3 separate regions of the Pan troglodytes genome follow, and regions 2 and 3 are each linked to region 1. The links are chromatin contacts, called in public Hi-C maps. All regions are on one chromosome and are shown on one strand. Each heading gives the region's core, a stretch centred on a gene start, on an enhancer-like site or on the middle of the called end of the contact. The rest is flanking DNA. Distances are from core to core; before and after follow the strand shown. Region 1 has its middle 320 kb from the start of SOX11. Region 2 has its middle 670 kb from the start of SOX11. Region 3 holds the start of SOX11 (SRY-box transcription factor 11).

Region 1 (4,752 bases), core at 893-3,392:
TATACACCCATTATATATACACCCATACATTTTATACACACACACAGACACCCAAAAACATACACACATCATCTGAAATGTTAAGTGATCTTACATGTTAACTTGTTACTCTAATTCCATTACCTATATTTTATGATTTCTCACAACCTTTATGGTGGGGCATGAGGGGATCCTATTTATTTTGAAATAGGTTTTGAAAGTTGAAATAGATCATAGGGTCTAATGGTATAACAAAAGTAGGAGTAAAAATAGAAAGTCTCGTCGGGTGGCCTGGTCTGGGTAAGCTTCCTGCTTGAATCAGAATTCAAAAAAGTCCTTCAATGAGGGGAAGGAAGGGCTTGGTATTTGGGATGTGGGAGGATACTAGTGTATATGTACACACACACGTGCGCACATGCAGGAGCACCGGGGAAAACAATGAAGAGGAGAAATAGAATGAGAACCTAACAGGCTTGCAGTGAGAAGCTCAGTTGGAGAGGAAATGGGGGGAGGAGTAAGAATAAGGTTATTTTTTCTTTCACGTTGGGTTGGAAGCTGTTTAAAGGTTTGCTTTCTACATTGGTGCTTTTATGGGAGAACTGGACTTTGGCACTGCTGTGAGAGCTTTGTAGCACCATAGGAAAGATAAGCGCCTGCCTCTTCCGGGAAGCATTTGAACTGCTGGAGACCGTAGAAGGACCACCTTGCAAAGGAAAGGGATTAATTAATGGCTCAAGAAGTCAGGCAGGCTTCGTTTTTTTTCTTTTTTTTTTTTTTTTTTAACCTCGAAGCAGGCTACTGTCTGGAAAGAACCTGCAACTGTAGCCCATATGGATTCCAAGCTTTGCAGAATGGATTCTGTGAATGTTAGGTATCTAATGGCTTTCCCTCAGTTTCTTCGTTTGTCAAGCGACCTTAAAAATAATTTCCCAGCCTGTTCTACAGGACATGTTTAAAAGTGTCTGGCAAGTGGTTAAAATAAATCCGTAAACTCTTCTCTGCATATTTTTCTCTGTATTTGGAGAGCTACCCATTTCATCTGTGTCTTTGTAGCAAGTATTAATAGAACAGTGGCGTGAACAGAGGAGGTGCTCAAGTCAATGCTTCCTGAGAGAAACATGAAAGGAAGCATCAGGGAACCTTTCAGGAGTTTCAGCGTTCATTTCCAGAGGCATGGGTGAGAATACTTCCTTTACTCCTCAAAGAAAGGCCTATGATAGAAAACATTTGCAGGAGAAATGCTTTGGAAGTCCCGCCTTTTTCAGAAACAACTTTTACGAGGCAATGTTACAACTTCAATTTCATTATACCCCAGAATTTGTGATTTCTGAGGACACCTACTCTTGGTTTTTAAACCTGATTTGAAATAGGTGACTCTTGCATTTAATCACAGCAAAGCTTAAGAAAAAATACATCCTATTATTTTAATAGGTGGAGACACCTATGTTAAAACATGCAAATATCTGCAAGATGAATACCTGAAGAAAGAATATGGTCTTAAACAGTTAGGAATCTTGTAAGGATACTAAAGAAAATGTACTTTTAAAAAATTACTACATGAGAAAGCCTTCTGTCTTTCTTATTTCTAGTCACATTTTTCTTCTACTGAGAGGTGACACATTGCATTGCACCAATAGTTTTGAGGTCTTAATTCCATCCAAATTTTCCCACATTTGGGAAGTAATACACAACTTTACTTATCTTTAAAATCCCATAGGTAGTTTCTATAAATCTGTGTGAGTACTATCCTCTTTGTAAAAACACATTTAAGACGAAGGGAACTCTGTGTATGTATTATTCATTAATTTAATCTCTTCTTTGGGTTACAAGTAAGAGGATCACCTAATTACCCTCATGTGCCGGGTGTACAGTGAGCAGTGCCTCCCACAATGCAGTCACAGAAGTTAGAAAACATGTTTCTCCTCTGGGATTGTTTCTACAACTTGGGCTCCCTACAGAAGGGCAGGATGACCTTTGGGGTTCTTGCTTGGAAATGTTAGATAAGGCTCCTAAAACCAATTTTCTGAATGAACTCCAATCCCATGGAATCTAAATCCATGCCATGGTTTGGTGGCACCCCGGCCCCCTGGGAGAGAGGAGCTTTGTCCCAAGGAAGACAAAGCCTGGCGCATTCTCTCAGGGAAGACTCAAGGCAAAGAGTTCAACAGCTCCTGTTGTTTCTCCTGGGTCTGGACAAGGGGCATTCTGTACCTGTGGCTGACAGGCAGGAAAGGGATCATCTTTCCAGCACAGCACTAGGGCTGTGGGAAGACGTGTAAAGTGCACTTAAAAAAATAATCATTAGAGGCCTGTAATAGGTGTCCCCTTTTGGAACTTCGATGCTGTGATGGCCGTTTAAGGGGAGAAAAGTGTGGGCTTTAGAGCTTCTTCGCTGCTTCTCACAAACACAGGTTCACTCACAACAGCCGGAAAGGGGTCTTTTGTAAATAAGATGTTTTACTTTTGTTGTTGGAACTGCAATGTCTTTGCTTTGCGACATGTGCTCTTTCCTTACTAAACTCCATGCAGGAATGCTGGAGATTCAGTGGATGGGCTTTTCCTGTCTCTCTCTCTCTTTCTCTCTCTGGTTTGTTTTTGTATTTCAATTTTTAACTTGATCTGAATAGCTATTCCACAACGGTATGCGGTAAACATCATTTGAAGTTTTATTAACTACTACATACATTGTTTTTTGTAAAGTAGTCTCTTATGCTTTTTAACCATAAGTTAAATAATTTGTTGTTTGGCCCATATGTGTTAATAAGGTGTACTACTGTCAGAGACAGGCAGAAGCTCCGGACTCCAGCCTCAAACCCTCTCCCTGACACTCTCCCTTCTCATGGAGTTTGGAAAATTATTTGCAGAGCCTTCAAAGGCATTCATAATGCTCAGTATGTAAGATACTTACAGATGTTAGAAATAGAATGACATATAATCAGGAGAGTTCCTGCTTCACATCTTCTCTGTCTTAATGCTTTCATTTGTGATTGCCAAAGTGTTCACAACTTTTAGCAAAAGAAGTATTGACACAATCTGCATATCAATGGAGTTTTTCTTAATATGAGCAATAAAGTTATTAAAATGCTAGTTAAAATGCATGATCTCCAGTTCAATTTCGCAGACACGTTTTTAGCCTCTCAAGGGTGTGAGATTAAGCTCCGGGGCATTTGAGGGCTTCAGCAAGGAGTACATGGCTGGTTTCAACTCTGCCCTCACTGCTATAAACAACTTTAAAAATTCTGGTTCAGACTCAGTTAACGAGCGGGAGTCAAGTAAGAAAAGAGTAACTTACCTCCATTATCTCTCTTTGAATGGTTTTTCCTTACAGTGCAATCAAATCCACATGGGATGACAGTTTTCTGTCACAGAGGGCATTTATAAAAATATGACCGACACATAAAAGAAAATCTTAAAAGTGATTAAACAACTGGCAATTAGTACTAAAAGAATAGCATTTTAGGCATGCATACAATTCTTCACAGGAGTACTTGGATTACTTCAGCTTATAATTAAAGGAAGGTTCATTTGCAAAAAAACTTGGAAGTATATCATGTTCTTCTTTATTTATTTAACCAGCAAGTATTTTTTAAGCACTTGTATTAATACATGGTTACTTTTTCTCTTTTGTGATTCTTTACCTCCCCCCACTGAACTATAGGCTATAATAATCACTGAGCATTGAAGCACTTGAAGGAAATGTCAGCTTCATTGGGTTAAATACTCTGATTTCATTAAGAGGAAACTGAGGCTCTGAGAAATAAGTGGCTTTTGAGGTTTACAATGTAAATCATTGGCAAAACCGGTGTTTTTTTCATTATGTTTCTTTTTATTAATCACTACGTTGTCTTAATCCATACTATTTCTATTGTATACCCTTTTCCCTTGGGATTTTGGTCAACAGAAAGCTTTTGAGTTGATAGATGGGAACCCTTAGATTCTAGAATTATAAACCAGCAAGATGGTGGACGGTTAGATTTTAGAAAGGGAGTTTGTTGTTGTTGTTTTTGTTTGTTTTTCATTTTTAAGAGACTCCTTGCCACTGTAATAACATGCACATTTCAACTAGTGTTCAGGAGACAACACTCTAATTTCGTATTCAGCCCTAAGAAATGGGAATAGTGAGATTTCTAACATGGTGATAGAAGCTCTGTGTGTGTGTGTGTGTGTTTGTGTGTGAGTGTGTATGTGTGCAGGTGTGTAGGCATGTGTGTGGTGTGTCTGTGCCTCCACGAAGGTGTGTGCACATGTGTATATGGCACTGCGGCTGCCCTTTCTAGAAGAAAGTCGAGGCAACAACTTTCTCCCAGTGATCATCAACTCGTGTCTGGTGCAGCATAGAAAGTCCACATCCAGCAGAAGGCTGGGCGAGCCCTTTCTACCCTGGGCTGGGATGGACTGGCTGGAGACATGGCCCTGTGTGTCTCTGTGATATGTATAAACTTTTGAGGGAGGCCACATGCACAGTGAATTTGATCTACATCGTTCTCAAAATATTTTTCTTTCTTTTTAAATTTATTTTTAATTACAAAAAAATAGAGATGGAGTCTCATTATGTTGATTAGGCTGGTTTTGAACTCCTGGCCTCCAGTGATCCTCCTTCCCTGGACTCCCAAAGTGCTGGGATTATAGGCATGAGCCACCTCGCTCAGGTGTTTACAAATATTTGAAGGACTATGATTTAGAAAGCTAACCTTGCATAGCCTACAGCTCTGGGCACGAGGTATATAGAGGCAAATTTTGGTTTACCACAAGGAAAAGTTTCCCAAAATTTAG
Region 2 (4,752 bases), core at 1,233-3,732, 340 kb after region 1:
TGTATCTTAAAAAAAATCACCGAGTCAGTGTAACATAGATTTTTCTCCTATGTTTTTCTCTAGACATTTTGCAGTTTTGTTTTGTACATTTAGGCGGATAACTATGATGATGATGATTTTATATAGACATTTAGTTGTTTCCACACTGTTTATTTAAAAGACAACCCTTTCTTTATTAAATTGCCATTGTTATTTGCCAAAGATTAGTAACTATATTTATGTCATTCTATTTCCGCACTCTATTATTTTCTATCAATCTATGTTTTTGTTTGTTTGCTTTCCAACACCATGCTGTCTTGATTACTGTAGTGTCATGTCTTGACATCAGGTTGTATCATTCTTTCAACTTTGTTCTTCTTGAATGTTTTTAGGTATTTTGGGTCTTTTGTTTTATCACATAAGCTTTAGACTCAATTTGTAAATATCTGCAAAATAGCTTGCTGGAATTTTAATTGCAATTACGTTGAATCTAAAAATCAGGATGGTAAAAATGGACTTTTAAACAATATTGAGTTTTTCAATCCATAAACACAGAATATGTCTCCTTTTATTCATGTTTGATTTTTTCTGGTTTTTTACATATATAATCTGTACTTAATTTCACATTCTCATTGCTAATTTTTCATATGTTGAAAAGTGATAAACCCTATATTAACCTAGTCTTACACCCTTGCTAGAATCACTTATTAATTCTAAAAGTTTATATTTCAATTATTTGGGATTTCTGCATGACAGTCATGTCAGTTGTGAATATACACAATTTTATTTATGTATTACCAGTCTATATATCTTTTATTTCCTTTATCTCTAGGACTTCCAATTCAATGTTGAGTGGGAATGATGAGAGGAGGCAACATGAACATTTTTGACTTGTACCTGATCTTAGGGGTAAAGTACTCAACTTGTCACCATTAAGTATGTTAGTTATAGGCTTTTCGTAGATATTCTTCAAGAATTTAAGCTTGCTTTATACCTATTTTTCTGAAAAAAAAATTTAATGTAGATGAGTGTAGCATTATATCAAATGCTTTTCCTGAATTTTTGCATTAATTTATACAATTACATATTTTTTGTTTGGTCTGTTAATATGCTAGATTACATGAATTGATTTTTGAATATTAAATTAGCTTTGCATACCTAGTATACATGCCACTTGAGCAAGGTATACATTACTTTTTACACATTTTTAGTTTCAATTTGCCAATATATTTTGAGGGCATTTTGCATATAAGCTCATGGAATATATCAGCCTGTAGTTGACCTTTCTTGTAATGTTTTTGTTTGGTTTTGGTATTAAGGTAATGCTCCTTTTACAGAGGGAGTTAAGAAGTATTTCCTCTGCTTCTGTTGCTAAGGGAGTACATGAAAAAGAATCATCTATAACGTTCAATAAATCTAGAAAGAGCAAATCAGGAGCAATATTATATTTCTTAAGTTTTCTTTTCTTTACATTTTAGTTTGGGAAGTTTCTATTGACTTATCTTCAAGCTCTTCAGTATTAGATTTTTTTCCCTGAGATGAATCCAGTTTACTGAGGACCCTATCGGTGCTGTTCTTCCTTTTAGTTACGATGTTTTTATTTCTAAATAAATGTTTTTTATTCCTTCTTAGAATTTCTGTTTATCTGCTTATATCACCCATTTCTTCTTCTATGTTGTCCACTTTCTAAATCAGAATCCTTAGTACATGAGTTACTTTAAATTCCCTGTGTGACAATTTGAAAATCTCAGTCAACTTTTGTAGCTTGCTTTGTCTTTTCAGACTGTTTTTTCTTGCATTTTACCAGGCCTTGTATTTTGTTGTGATTGTTGTTCAAAGGCAGATGTGATATATCAGCTAGTAATAGAAACTGAGGTAAACACCCTTTTATTTACGTACTTATTTTAATTTTTTTTTTTAAGAGATGAAGATCTCCCTGCGTTGCCCAGGCTGGTCTTGAACTCCTGGCCTCAAACAGTCCTCTTGCCTCAGCCTCTCTTGTAGTTTGAATTACAGGCAGGAATCAAAATGGTCGGCTAAATAGGTTTTTAGTGTGAGGTTTTATGTTAATCTGGCTAGGAGTAAGGCTGTATTTAATGTTGGTTGTATCTGTAGGTGCCAGAGGGCCCAAATTCCTTTAGTGCCCTTGTTTTCATCTCTTCTGTTGAAACTGAGCTTCCCCTAAGACCTCCTCCTGAAACAGTCTGTGACTTTTAGTTCTTTGAACTGTAATCCACTGTTATCATACTGGAGCCCTGTTGCTGCCATGGTAAGGTTCCAGGAAGGGGAAATGTTCTATAATCATAGAATCTCTAATCTTATGAGTAAATCTCAAGCTTTTAGTGCACCTGAGTCCTTGGACTGTGACCTTCACAAGTGTTTCTTAGTTTTCATTTCCCCGTGTTTGGCAAAACAGTGAGCCCAAAGAGATCTGGAGTGAAGAAATGCCCTTCCCTGACTGGACCAAGGCTCTGGGATAGTTTTTGTTTGGGTAGTTGGCCTTTGTCATGTAGAATACTCTGTACTTCACAGATGGTGCTCTTCCCCCTAGAGAGGAGCAGGCTCTTCTTCGTAGGACCTTTCTCAAGAGAAAACGGTGCAGTGCCTGTAGGTAAAACCCATGCAAAGTGAGGGATCCCCTAAAACCGCAACTCCCCCTGCTGTCATATCTCAGCCTCCTGCTTTAACAAACGTAGCCTCCAGCAATTCATTAAAATAACCAGTTAGAGTTTGTACTAGTTTATGGCTCCAACAACTTCTGCTCCAGGTAAATTAATCTCAGCTGTGATTCTCTGTATTTACTTTTCTTTTGAGAGTTCAGGATGGTGATTTGCAACCTCAATTCTCTGAAGAATACAAAAAAAGTTGATTTTTCAGTTTGTTCAGCATTTTTCTTTATTATTGTAAGGAGGAGAGTACTGACTTCCAATCTCTTTACATATGAGAACTGTGATGGGAATGTCTTATTCTTTTCTAAGTGCTTTATCATTTCCCTGTGCTTTTCAGCAAGAAGTTTTTATTAAAAATTTATTTAAAGATAAAAAATAAAAATAAAAAAATAAAAATAGTTGTGTCAATAAATCATTAAGTAATAACTTGAAAACCATTTTTCGTGTCAGTGGCATTAGTTTAATGTACATTTACAAATAATTGTAAACGGTGGCTTTGCTAAATCCCAAGCTGTCTTTTAAGAAAGTATGTTTTATAACAATCATCTTGCCTGAAAATGTAAAGGATTTAGTGATAAGACAGGGAGATAAAACTACAAAATGGGTTGTTTCCATCTCTCTACTAAATGCATGCTTCTAAGATTTGAGGATCAACTGTGTGCCAGGAGCTGACTAAATGGTTTTTTGTGTGGGTGGTGGTGGTGGTGGTGTTGTTTTTGAGATGGAGTCTCTTGCTCTGTCGCCCCAGCTGGAGTACAGGGGCACGATCTCGGCTCATTGCAACCTCCGCCTCCTAGGTTCAAGCAATTCTCCTGCTTCAGCCTCTCAAGTAGCTGGGACTACAGGCTTGCTCCACGGCTGATTTCAACCCATGACCTGATGTTGCCCTTTCCTTTTTGCAGCTTCAACATTGCAGCTAAGCAACATTCCTTCCTTGTAAGAGAACAGGACCATGAAGTGTATCTGTTCAGTTTACGGAGGCTGTGCATTGAGTGTCTTCGTGCCCTCTGCTTCACGTTTCGGTGTATAACAGCCTAACTGAAATATAAGGAAATGTTATGTCTCCACCCCAAAGTGAACATAGACATACGTAAGATACATGTTAGCTTAGTATGCATGTGTGCAGCACATTTGTGGCTATTCATAGCTCCTCCTATAACCTGTTGAATATGTATACTTAGCCAACCCATGCAGCACAAATTCCTGTCTTATCCTTTCCTCCCTCAAAACACCTGCTTGTCATTTTCAGCCACGAGCTATGCTTCTTGCCTGCAGGTTGCTCTACCCGACTTTAGAATTAAAGCTCTCTTTTCTAAATGTACAGATTTTGTGACTTTTTCTGGTGACAATAACAAGAACTAGAAAGAGATGTATCATTTAGGGTTTCATATGCCAGGCAACTGAGTTTGGAAGGGATTGACACAGCTTTGTTTAATTGTATCAAATTTTATTTTTAGAAACCTGTACTCTTCCAAATACAGATCCAAATCTGAGGCTTAAGAAAAAACAAGCAAAATATTCACACTTAACACTATAAGTTTTCAGAAGGAGTTTATGTATAAGCACAGGACTATACGATCAGATATTGATGGACTGAGTATTGATCGATTCTTACTGCTATTTCTTATTCTTTGTATTACATCGTATTGAATGCAGGTGTATTTAATAGAATCTTCTTTATTTAAGAGGCAACAGGATACTTTATCATAATTTAATTGACTGATGTATTGAGAATTTTAATATTATTCTATTTGTTAATATTCCAAACATGAATCAAAAGGCCTATTACTCTCAGATTAAGATATTTGGATAATTAATGTTCAGATATGTGTTTATGAAGTATTGAGCTTTTGAAGAGGAACACGGGTAATTATCACTATTAATTTTGCTCTAAATTATATTTCAACTTGTACAATTGTTACAAGCACGGGTTCTGGCAAATATAAACTCTTTAAGGAAAACATATTTAGAGTATCACATTTTCTTCGGCTAATAAAATTATGGTCAGTCAGTCACAAACATTTTTGATATGTTGATTTTAAAAGATACAGTAAAATATCTGGTATAATAGTGTTTTTTTAAAATGAGGAAATAAATGATTACA
Region 3 (4,752 bases), core at 1,364-3,863, 320 kb before region 1:
TGTATCAAAAATGTTTCAATACCTTTTGTACTGAGGTCTAGGCTGTCTGGTATTCAATCAAGGAGGTATAAGGGAACAAGTTACAAAAAAAAAGTTGGCAAGTAGAAATCACATTTGTAAAACCATAAACAATTTGATCTGAAAAGTAAACTCTGATCTTAAGTCAGTTCACAGTTTTTTTTTTTTTGTAAGCGTTTGTACAGTCTGCATTTTTTCAAGCTCCCTGCAGTTTTGTTAAGAATCGGATGCATAGAAGACATCAGTTTTCTCCCTCCAAAAAAAAAAAAAAAAAAAAAAAAAAAAAAATTAAATTAACAAAAGTTGTAATGGTCCCTTTTTTTGTTAAAAAAAAATCACCAGTTCTTTAAGTTCTCTTAAGAAAAAAAAAAAAATATCTCCACCAACTCCCTAGAGTAACAGTTGTGCTGCCAAAAGGGTCCTCTGCAGACGTCTTCCAGACTTCAAAGACCGACAAGCTTCAAACAGCGCCTTCCGGAGCGGGTCCTACCTCCCCTCCCCCGCCCCGCCCCCTCTGCCTTTGTTGCAATCACGAATTTCAGGAAAAAGAAATAGTAATTACAAAAACACATTTTTTGGGAAAAAAATCACAACTCCAGACTAGGTATGCAACTACCTTGAGACACGATAAAGGAAGGGAGGGGGGACAAAAAAAGGACAGGAAAAATGTTTAAAAACTACTCATTTCACTTTAACTCCACCAAAATTTTCATCATGTTTTCCAATTTCTTTGCGTCACGACATCTTATCAATATCATCAGCATCTTCTTCTCTCCCCTCCACCCTACCACCGCCACCATCAACACCACCATCATCATCATCATTATCATCATCATCATCATCACCACTACAACTTCCTCCCAAGGAACCCAGCTCTGCACCCTCCGAGAGAAAGAGCGAGCAGCGGGCGCCTTTCAATATGTGAACACCAGGTCGGAGAAGTTCGCCTCCAGCCAGTCCCCCGCGATCATCTCGCTCAGCTCCGGCGTGCAGTAGTCGGGGAACTCGAAGTGGGAGCCCAGGCTGCCCTCGCTGAACGAATCCAAATCCTTATCCACCAGCGACAGGGACAGGTTCCCGGCCGCCGCGCCGCCCCCCAGCTGCTGCTCGCTGGCGCTGTGCGCGCTTTGGGAGAAATTCAAGCTCAGGTCGAACATCAGGTCGTCGGCGTCCTCGCCGCTGCTGCCGCTGCTGCTGCCGCTGCTGCTGGACGAGGAGGTGGACACCGAGCGCGAGGACGCGGGCGACAGCGCGGGCTGCGCGAGCGGCGGCGGGTGCTGCTTGGTGATGTTCTTGAAGCTGTAGTAGAGGCGGCTGCCGCCCCCGGCGCCCGAGGTTGCGCCGGCCCGCACCTCGTCGTAGAGGCTCGCTCCCTCGGGGGACTCCGCCGAGCTGCTCAGCGTAGGGCTGGCGGGCACTTTGGCGACGTTGTAGCGTCTCAGCAGCTGCGACGGCTGCTGCCCCGGCGGCTGCAGGAGCTGCTGGTGCGGTGGTTCCTCGTCCTCCTCGTCCGGCTCCTGTTTGATCTGCAGCTGCAGCTCCTCCTCGTCGTCGTCGTCGTCGTCGTCCTCATCCAGAAACACGCACTTGACCGTCTTGCCCGCGCCGCCGCCGCCCGAGCCGCTCACGCGCAGGCTGCCCAGCACGTAGTCGTCGCCCGCGCCCCCGTAGTCCCCGGACTGGGCCGCCTTGCCCGCGCCCGCCTTGGCGCCGGCGGCCGCGGGGGCCTTGAGCTTGCCGCATTTCTTGCTGGAGCCCTTGGAGGTCTTGGCACCGCCCGCGCCTCCGCCCGCGCTCCCGCCGCCGCCGCCGGCCGCGCTCTTCTCTGGGCTCTGGCTGGCGCTGGGCTTGGCCGAGGGGTCCATTTTGGGCTTTTTCCGGGGCCGGTACTTGTAGTCGGGGTAGTCGGCCATGTGCTTGAGCCGCAGCCGCTCCGCCTCCCGGATGAACGGGATCTTCTCGCTGTCCTTCAGCATTTTCCAGCGCTTGCCCAGCCTCTTGGAGATCTCGGCGTTGTGCATGTCCGGAGACTGCTCCATGATCTTCCTGCGTTCGATCTTGGACCATACCATGAACGCGTTCATCGGCCGCTTGATGTGGCCCGACGCCGTCTTGCACCAGTCTGGGTCGCTCTCGTCCAGGGCCACCGGGCTGCAAGCCATGAATTCGCCCTCCTCCGTGTCCAGCGCCTCCCGGGGCAGGTTGCTCTCCGCTTCCAAGCTCTCCGCCTGCTGCACCATGATCCGCTGCAGGGCTGGACGCTCCAACCCGGGCCGCTGGGTCTCGTGCGGAGGTCCCCCTCCCCCTCCCACCCCTCCACCTTCCTGGGCAAGTTGCAAAGTCCTCGGCACCCCGCTTTCGCGGCTCCCCCCCTCCCCCCCGCCCCCCCTTCCAGGCTGCACACAGCGGCTGTGGTGGCTTCGGCGGCGACGGCCGCCGGCGCGGTGGGAGCTGCGGTCGCGACAGGAGAGGCGGTGGCGACGGCGGTCGAGGCAGCCCGGGACCCCTCTCTCCGGCTCGTGGCTCCTACCGCAAGCGCCGGACCCCGAGCTCTCCCAGGCGCGCGCGCTCCTTCTGCAAAAAGTTGAGGTCTCTCTCTCAACTAGTTATCAGGGTGTCATATGGGTGACATCACTCCCCCAGCTAGCCAATGGCTGGGGGCCGGCTCCGCCCATCTTCCTTTATTAACTCGGAGGCCCCGCCCCTCCACCCCGCCCTCCGGGCTGCTTTGCAAAGATGGGGGTGGGGGGAGAGGAGGCATGTCTAGAAATATGTTATTTTTAAAAAATCCGCGTGTGTGCACAGATGCGCCTGTTCCCGGGATGCTCGGAAGCGGCGCGCGGCACCACGGGGAGCGGGCGGCCCGGGGCGAACCGGGATGGTTCGGGCGCCGGCGCTAACCGAGGACCGGGTCCCGGGAGAGGCCCCGCGCGCCTTTGTGCCCAGTCCCCGGGAGGCCCGACGGCGACAGCGGACGGCGCGCGCTCACTCCCCGGGTGCACATACTCGGGCACGCGCCCAGCCTGAGACGGCGGCCTCCGCCCGGCTCGCGGTCAGCCGCGCCCGGCCTGCCCCGGGGTGGGCGCAGCTGCTCCCCGGCGAGCCCCTCGCGGGGCTCGGCCGCTCCCCCGCGTCGCCGCCCCGAGCCCGCCCGGTAGCCCCGCGGCGGCCCTGGCCGACGGAAGGTGGCGCTTGAAGACAACAACCTTCCCGGCACGTGGGCTCTGCTCTCCTTTTCCCTTTCTCCCTTTTTGTAAGGCAAATAAATCAATTTAAAGCTCGAGAGGCGGTAAGCTCCCTCCCCCGTTTTGCATTTTTCTGTTTTGTCCTTTTTCTCCGTCTGTTTTCCCTCCTCGGTGGTGTTTGGGGACGCGGCTGTGCGGGTTGGGCTGCGCCGCGCCCCCGCGCGCCCCGCCCCGGGCGGGGGCCGGAGTAACGGTCTGCGGGGCCCTCGGGTTCAAGCTGGCCACTCCCAGGGCTGGCTCCGGAGCGGGGTCTGGGTCCCGCAGGCTCCAGCACGCCCGCGCCCCGCCCGGCGTCCCTGCGAGGGGCCCGGCGCCCTCCTTCCCTTCTCCCTCTGCTCCCCGCCCCTCCTCTCCCCGCCCCGTCGTCTCCCCGCCCCTCCGCCGCTCCTTTCTCCTTCCCAGGCCTCCTCTTCCTCTTTGTCCTTCCCCCATCCTTGGTCGCCAGCGCTTCTCCGGCAGCCTCGTCCTGAAATCGTGCGATTGTGAGCTAGAAGCCTTCTGGGTCACTCATAAACCAAAGAGAAAATAAGGTGCACTCGAGTTTCCCGTCTAAATATTTTCCCTGGAGATGGAAAGGTGCGCTGGCGGCCGGGGAGCCGCGACCTGGGGCGCGCTGGGCCTCGCAGAGCAGCCGCGGACCCCGGCGATCGTGCCGTGTTCGTCTCCTTTGTGTTTCTTTATTGAGTCCCTACTACCTCTACGGATATTCTGGGGGCAATTAAAGAAAATCGCCGCTTCCTAGGTATGGTCTGTCGCCACGCTCGCCTTCTCCACACCCCCCAGCACTGGGTATCTGGGAACTTTGAGCAGTTCCTAAGACACTGCCCGGATCCCTTCACCAGAGAAATCAGCCGTGTAGGACTGGGAAAATTATCCAAATCTGCTTCCTTTCAGGTGCCCTCCTGCAAATAATACTACATTTCTTAAGTACTGGATCTTCTCTGAGGATTCTAATATCATAAAATAATACCGTGTTTTTCACAGATCATGATTTGAAAAAATTACCGCCATTGCGATAACCCATTCCCGCCCCCGTCCCCCACTTCCCCGACTCATCCTAAAGAAAAACACTGCATCGAATACTTGGAATATTCAGACCAACTTAAATCTTGATAATGCTGGCAATTTATTCTTTCCAGGGCCATAGGAACCAAAAGAATTTACAGTCATTCATACTGGGTGACTTAAAGTCTGGAGATGTATAAAATCCAAGGCAGTGTGTGAAAACTCATCTTCACTCCCGCACGGCGAGCACTAGGTCTTGTTTTTCTCTTACAGCTCACACGTTTTTCAGCTATTGGGAACACCAAGGGAGGGAAGGTGGGGAGGAGCACAAGGTGAATCTACACCCACCTCCCCACAACTGCAGGACAAATCCACACTCTAGAGAAAAGGATTGAAATATTTCAGCTCAGCTTCATTATTTGCTTGCAAAGTGTGAGGGCACCTACCATTTTGGCCTCGGAAAGAGAATGCATTTGAAAATCTT

Evidence for each region. A called contact is a pair of places that touch in the nucleus more often than the background predicts.
Region 2: a Hi-C map of induced pluripotent stem cells shows a contact between it and region 1, with 2.2 times the contacts expected there. The contact joins two enhancer-like sites. A contact is called at or near these places in 3 of 7 Hi-C or Micro-C datasets (induced pluripotent stem cells and stem cell-derived neural progenitor cells).
Region 3: a contact with region 1 is called in a Hi-C map of stem cell-derived neural progenitor cells, with 5 times the contacts expected there. The contact joins the promoter of SOX11 here to the enhancer-like site in region 1. A contact is called at or near these places in 3 of 7 Hi-C or Micro-C datasets (induced pluripotent stem cells and stem cell-derived neural progenitor cells) and 1 of 1 datasets of contacts at active chromatin or transcription factors (stem cell-derived excitatory neurons).

Annotation. Positions count from the first base shown.
Region 1 is chr12:117,499,274-117,504,025 of NHGRI_mPanTro3-v2.0_pri, forward strand. No RefSeq gene overlaps it. Among named protein-coding and RNA genes, the nearest start is that of SOX11, 320 kb to the left of the region's middle. Within about 2 kb of position 2,143, at least 7 of the 24 cell types and tissues checked have an H3K27ac peak or open chromatin away from gene starts, as enhancers often do. A contact at or near this core is called in induced pluripotent stem cells and stem cell-derived neural progenitor cells, where this site is marked.
Region 2 is chr12:117,843,314-117,848,065 of NHGRI_mPanTro3-v2.0_pri, forward strand. No RefSeq gene overlaps it. Among named protein-coding and RNA genes, the nearest start is that of SOX11, 670 kb to the left of the region's middle. Within about 2 kb of position 2,483, at least 2 of the 24 cell types and tissues checked have an H3K27ac peak or open chromatin away from gene starts, as enhancers often do. A contact at or near this core is called in induced pluripotent stem cells, where this site is marked.
Region 3 is chr12:117,177,792-117,182,543 of NHGRI_mPanTro3-v2.0_pri, forward strand. SOX11 (SRY-box transcription factor 11) reads right to left here and starts at 2,614. Exons shown (of 1, transcript XM_009441951.5): 1 at 1-2,614. The coding sequence starts at 2,258. The coding sequence ends at 933. It overlaps LOC134807841 (a long non-coding RNA gene), which reads left to right and starts at 3,691. Exons shown (of 5, transcript XR_010149219.1): 1 at 3,691-4,005.